Regions from separate parts of the Mus musculus genome. Here region 2 is linked to region 1. Evidence: chromatin contacts called from public HiChIP or PLAC-seq data. All regions are on one chromosome and are shown on one strand. Each heading gives the region's core, a stretch centred on a gene start, on an enhancer-like site or on the middle of the called end of the contact. The rest is flanking DNA. Distances are from core to core; before and after follow the strand shown.

Evidence for each region. HiChIP or PLAC-seq counts read pairs in DNA pulled down with a chosen protein or histone mark.
Region 2: a CTCF HiChIP or PLAC-seq map of CD8 T cells shows a contact between it and region 1, with 8 read pairs. The contact joins two enhancer-like sites. A contact is called at or near these places in 1 of 15 datasets of contacts at CTCF or cohesin (CD8 T cells), 1 of 115 datasets of contacts at active chromatin or transcription factors (bone marrow-derived macrophages) and 3 of 9 other capture datasets (adipose tissue, liver and pancreatic islet).

The regions. Positions count from the first base shown.
Region 1 is chr10:18,005,799-18,008,943 of GRCm38.p6, reverse strand. No RefSeq gene overlaps it. Among named protein-coding and RNA genes, the nearest start is that of Abracl, 16 kb to the left of the region's middle. Within about 2 kb of position 1,528, at least 24 of the 459 cell types and tissues checked have an H3K27ac peak or open chromatin away from gene starts, as enhancers often do. A contact at or near this core is called in CD8 T cells, where this site is marked.
Region 2 is chr10:18,195,693-18,198,837 of GRCm38.p6, reverse strand. All of the region lies in intron 3 of Ect2l (epithelial cell transforming sequence 2 oncogene-like), which reads left to right. Among named protein-coding and RNA genes, the nearest start is that of Ect2l, 14 kb to the left of the region's middle. Within about 2 kb of position 1,572, at least 87 of the 459 cell types and tissues checked have an H3K27ac peak or open chromatin away from gene starts, as enhancers often do. A contact at or near this core is called in CD8 T cells, where this site is marked.

The DNA.
Region 1 (3,145 bases), core at 279-2,778:
AATAAGATATAACAATTCTAAGTTTATGTCTTAACAGTGGATCATCAAGAACTGCAAGAAAGAGTTTGATAGACACCACTTATTATGCAGTAAGCTTTCAAGTTCTACAACAGGATCTTATGTATTGAAATTATATGGCAATCTAATTATAGCTTGTTGTCAATATGGTAAAAGGCTGTTAATTGAATACTGGCTAAAGATACATACTACTCTTGCATATGCAAATTTATTTTTGTTTCCATCAGAGATGATCCAACCATGCCTTAGTGTCCTAGAGTCATAATTTAAAAACAAGCTAAAAAAGTTGATTTGAGGGATTTAATTGTACCACTTACATCCAGGTTTCCCTAGTGTCTGGAGTATGCCTATGGCTCTAGACAATACTGTGGGGAAAGCCCTTGAGCTGACAAATTATAAAAACATATGATAACCTGGGTTATTGGGTTTATAACCATGGTCCTCTGTGTCTAGAGAAACCCAAGAGAAATGTACCATCTTTAATTTATCTATATGCAAAACCATCTTGGGGTTTCCTTTTCCTTTTAAAAAAAATCAGTTATAAATAACTCTGCAAAGAAAATCAACTTCTCAGGAGGCTTTGCTGGTGAGAAATCAAAAAGCAAACCTGCTTTTCTGGAAGATGACTCAGTGTGAAAACCCCACCTCCTGTAGGCTCTCTCTCTCTGGCAGCCTCAACAACATTTCTTTAAAAAATTTTTTTTCTACATATCCCCCTCTGAGTTACTGTTTGTTTAGATACTTTAATTTAGACAGAATGGAAATCCACTTAGCTATGTGAAGGGGCTAACTCTCAGGGTGGACATGGGACATTTAGTAAGACAGAAGATTTCATGAAATTCATAAAGGAGCCATGAGAGAGTAGCTTGAGATGATGATTCCCTCCTGGAGGGTATCTGAATGGCTTTTGTAACCCCCCCCCCCCATCATTTTGTATCCTTTCTATACCCAAGTACTCTGGAGATCCGATTCTGTAGGTCCAGATGGAGCCCAAGCACATCCATGAGCATCTTTTCACAGCACTGAGGCTGCCACGTTGGTACCACCTCACCATTTTCATAGATTCTAGCTTTCTCTTTGCTTAACTTTCCCTTCTCCCATCTTTTCTCTAACTCAGTTGTAAAAGTAGGGGCTTTTGTATGCCCGCCCTGGCTCTGAATAATGACTTGGAGACTTTTCTATTTATTAAGCTTCAGGCGCTCTAGCTGGGCAGACTCTGAGCTGTTTTAACTACACGATGCTGGCCTGGCTTACTTCCCAGCCCCGTGGCCCATTACCTGCCATCTTAGTCTCTCCTGGCACCTCCCTTTTCATCCGTGTCCCAATAGCAACTCCTTTGGTCCCCACGTGAGACCCTCTCCCTTTCTCCATGCACAGGAGCCCAGTCTTTTGCTCTCTTGCCCGGTTATAGTTCTTTTATAACCAACCAGAAGGTGAGGAAGCACCAGGTTTTACAAAATACTGAGTCATACCAACCAAAGTCTGGAGTGCAACCAGATCTCTGGGTACAGAAATTAGCATTCAGATACACAGTGCACATAAACATCCTCCAACAGTCAGCTTAGTTTCCTATAGTGTATGCCTCTACATCTGACTTCAAATGCCTGAGGAAAGTATTGGGCATCAGGTACAGCATTGCCATTAGATGGGAAAGGTAATTTCTAATTTTTCTGCTGTACAGTGGGCGATAATTAACTGTCACATTAAGTACTTGAAAATAATGAGAAGAGAGGAATTTAAAAAAGAAATGTTTTCACCACAAAGAAATGAGAAGTGGTTGAAGTACTAATCATCTTGATTTAATAATTACACAATGCATGTATTAAAATATCACAGTGTACCCTATAAATGTGCAGTGTTATCATTTGTTCATTAGAGCCAAACCAAAACAGATGCTCAGTAGAAGTCCAAGAGGCTCAGTTTGTATGTAACTGACAACTTTATCTGCCAAGCCACTTGTGGGTCAGGGCCAGCCAAAGGTTGACTGGGCCAGCTGGCTACCCCTGTTCTAGTTAGTTATGGCTGTAGCTGTGGTGAGGCTAGGCATATAGTGGTGGTAAGGTTAGGCCTACAATTCAGAGCGTGGTTAGAGAACTAGAGCTTCTACACAAGACCTCATTGCTGAGATATTTAAAAGGCCTGTAGACTGGGCAAGGAAGAGTGACTGCATTCCAACACACCTTTCCTTATAAAGTCTTCGGGATTTATGAGAGTAATTTATGAGAGTAATTTAGAGGACATGATCACTCCTGTTAAGCAAAAACAAAAACAATAACAACAACAAACAAACTAAAAACCCTTCCCAGTGGTTGCCATGTTTTCTGTATCTGTGATTAAGAAACTATATAATATATAGAATATTCAGATGAGTTTACATCTTAGTCATAAAGACAGCATTTTTATTTTAATGATAAAAGTGTATAAAAGTCATCTATTTCTTTATTCTGTAGACAATGTGGGTACACACAGTTTCCTGGATTCCTTAAAGTGTCCCTTCACCGCAGTGCGGTTTCTTATGGGTGCTCTCAGCCTACAGGTTAGGAACAATTTTGTGGTGCAATAGTACATTCCAGGAATGCTAGATGTGGGGAAGCCTGCATTTGGGTCTGAGGTTTTACTTCTTGGAGAGGTTCTGACATATCTTCTATTTGAACCTGAGAAGTATCTACTGACTGGCTTTATGTCAATATGACAGAAGCTAAAGCCATCTAAAAGGAGGGAACCTCGCTTGATAGAATGCCTTCCTAAGATCCAGTTGTAAGGCATCTTAATTAGTGATTGATGGAAGAAATGCCCATCCCACTGTGTGTAGTGCCATCCCTGGACTGGTGGTCCTGGGTTCTATAAGAAAGCAGACTGGGAAAACCATGAGGAGCAAGCCAGTAAGTAACACCCTTCCATGGCTTCTGCATCAGCTCCTGCCCTGCAGGCTCCTGTCCTGACTTCCTTTGAGGATGAACAGTGATATGGAAGCAAAGCCCAATAAACCCTTTCCTCCCCTATTTGCTATTTAGACATAGTGTCTCATTGCAATAATAGAAACTATAACTAAGACAGCAGGCTTAAACGACTCCAAAAGAAAAGGCTAGACTATCTAGTGATTTCTGGGGCTAATTCATAATGGCTG
Region 2 (3,145 bases), core at 323-2,822, 190 kb before region 1:
GCTACTCTCAGGTACTTTCCAGTGAGCAGAGCCAACATCAGACTCAGGAGACAGTCAGAGCAGCCAGTAGCTTATTTATTAATTAGCCAGCTGAGTGTTAGATATGGACTCCTGTCAGCGAAACTGGAGGTATTCAAGATGTGTGTGTAACCAGAATATTCTAGAAAGCCCCTCAGTGTGCCTGGACCTGACTGGAGGACCTAGCTGGGTAGTAGCAGCTTCTGTGAGAATGATTTTTGCCGGATTCATCTCCAAAGAGGTCCCCTTGAGTCTGTCTGGGGCAGTCACTGGTGTCTTCGGCCAACAATCCTAACAGAGTGGCATTTCTGAGATGTAGTCCTTTGTCCCCAGACTGACACTCTTTAACTAGTGGACAGAGACCTGGAGCTCTGCCACACCTGCAGAGGGGACTCCAGGAAGTGGCTTATTTCCTATTGTTTGTTTAGGGAGACTCTGGGTATGTTTCACGGACAGTTGGGGTTAGCCACTTTCATTATGGTTTTCATTATGCTTTTCATCATTGCTTTCAAACTGCCCTTTTCCTAATTACCCCTTTCCCTTCTCCTCTGTGTGGGTGTGTCCCCCATGCCCCCTATTCTGGCACTTCAAATCTTTGCGAGGCTAGGCGCTTCCTCTCCCATTGAGGCCAGACAAGGCAGCCCAGTGAGAAGAACACACCCCACGTACAGGCAACAGTTTTAGGGACAGCACCCGCTCCAGTTGTTCGGGACCCACATGAAGAACAAGCTGCACATCTGCGACATACAAGTGTGGGGAGGCTTAGGTCCAGCCCATGAATGTCCTCTGGTTGGTGGTTCAGACTCTGAGAGCCCCAAGGGTCGAGGTTAGTTGACACTGTTGGTCTTCCTGTGGAGTTCCCATCCTCTTCAGGGCCAAAATTGTGAAGATTCTTTTTAAAGAAGATATACTTTCTTATTCTTATATGTGTGTGTCTATGGAGGGGGTGCCTGTGAGGCCTGAAGAGGATGTCCGATCCCCCGGGGATGGAGCACAGGTGCTTGTAAGCTGCTGTACAGTGTGGATGCTGAGAACTGAACTCAGGCTCCTGGAAGAGCTGTAGGTGCTCTTAACCACCGAGCATCTCCGCAGCCCCGTAGAGGCTGCTCAGTAGCTGTCTGACGATCAGGGGGAGGCACATTTCACTGTAGTCATTTTCTGTGATTCCTTTTGCCCTACCTTCCAGCATTCTAGAAAATAGATACAAACAAACAAACAAGACAGACAGACAGACAGACAGACCAAACTTCATTCACATCCATTATCACATTGTAGTCTCAGGGACCATGAACCAAGCAGTTTCAGTTTTGACCACCAGAGGTCACTAGAGATCTTGTGGTACTTTGAGGCTGCTTAACCTGACATTCTGTCCCTAGAAACTGTACCCTTTGGCGCTTGAATGCTTCTTTCTGTGGAATGAGAATGTGGAGCCAACCTGTTGTGTAGTTTTTGTTTTGGTTTGTTCTTTGCTTCCTTTAACAGCAGCTGCGTTCTCACAGAGAGATCAGTGAGCGAGTGAGTCATAGTTCACGCAGCTGCTAACGCGCTCGGGGCTGCCGATTTCACAGGAAGCTGGGTGGGAGTTTTTGGTTTCTAGATTTGTCCTTCTGGGGTCGTCTTTAACTTGTAGTGATTGTTTTTGTTATTGAACACGATCTGCCTAGTCACATGTTTCCCAGTCTCAGGCTTGCATACGTGGGTGGTTTTTACCTGGCCCTCAACTTTCTAGAGGCTCACACTGGGTTAACAGTCTAATCCCATTCGGGCTGTGTTCAATTTTAGTTAGATCTAGAAGCTCGACTCGTTTTTGTTTGTTTGCTTGTTTGTTTTAACAAGTTAATACAACCAGCTTCCCTTAAATGATCCTTACCGAAATATAATTTTTGTGTACAATAACATTTGGCAGTTGAAGGACTCAAGTGAATATTGGCAGAATTTTGTGGTCCTCATATAATCTAAGTTTAACACATTCCACCATTCCCAGTCAATCCCTAGTCAATGATAGTCACTCCTTATCACCTGTCCTTCCAGATGTGTCCAAACACAAGTCTACTTCCATCTCTCTAAATGTACCCCCTCTGGACTCTATATAAATAGAGCCAGGTAATAGGTGATTTTTTTTTGTAGCTTTTTTTTCATGTATTAAAATGTCAAGGTTTATCCATTTTATAGCACACTTTTAACTACTTTCTTCTTGTCAAAAAACATTCCATATTGTGGACTTATAATATTTCATACTGTCACCAGTTGGTAAACATTTGATTTGTTTCCCCCTCAGGCTGTTGAAGATAATGCTACTCTGAACACCTGTATCCGGATTTTTCTAAAGAGGAACTTTTATTTTCCTAGTTTTGTTTTTCTTTAAAATTCCATTTTAGACCAGTTTCTAGGCTCTGTGTATTCATCAGATTTATGTATTTAGTGTATGTAGTGGATGGTGGTTAGGCACGAGCCAGGGCGTGAGTGTGGAGATTGGACAACACCTCGTGGGAATTGGTATCTTACTGCATCACGTGGGTCCAGGTGGTTGAATTCAGGTAGTGAGGCTTGCCAGCAAGTGCCTTTACCTGGGGCCTTTTCTTGACCCTTTTATTTTTCTTAAGCATTCATACAAAAGAGCTTAGAATACTTGCCTCCAGTGTACGAGGGCCTGGGTTCAGTCCCCAGAGTGGGAGAAATGAAAGCTATGAAGTGAAGTATATATTGGGGATTGAAATGAGTGGCTGTAACAGTAACAGAACCATCAAATTTTGGTTATTTATTCAGTGTTTCTTTTTAATCTTCTTATTCCTGTAGTCTTTCTCCTCCCAAATGTAAACATAATAAATATGAAAAATATACATCACTTAACTGCTTGAAGTCTGGGGCGAACTCTACTGTATTTGTAGAACAGTACTTTTTCTCATGACAGAGGCTATGGTTCTGGTCTGTCTGTTTGTTTGTTTTACAGTCTCTCTCTTTCTTTGTTGAAATCCTCATTTTCATATGTTATCTTCTGGTCCCAATTTCCCCTCCTCCAGCTTCTTCCCATCTTCTCCCCTCCCCCACCCCAGCTCCACTCCCATTCTTTCTCTTGTTTGTTTTTTTTTTTTTAAAGATTTATTTATTATATGTAAGTACACTGTAG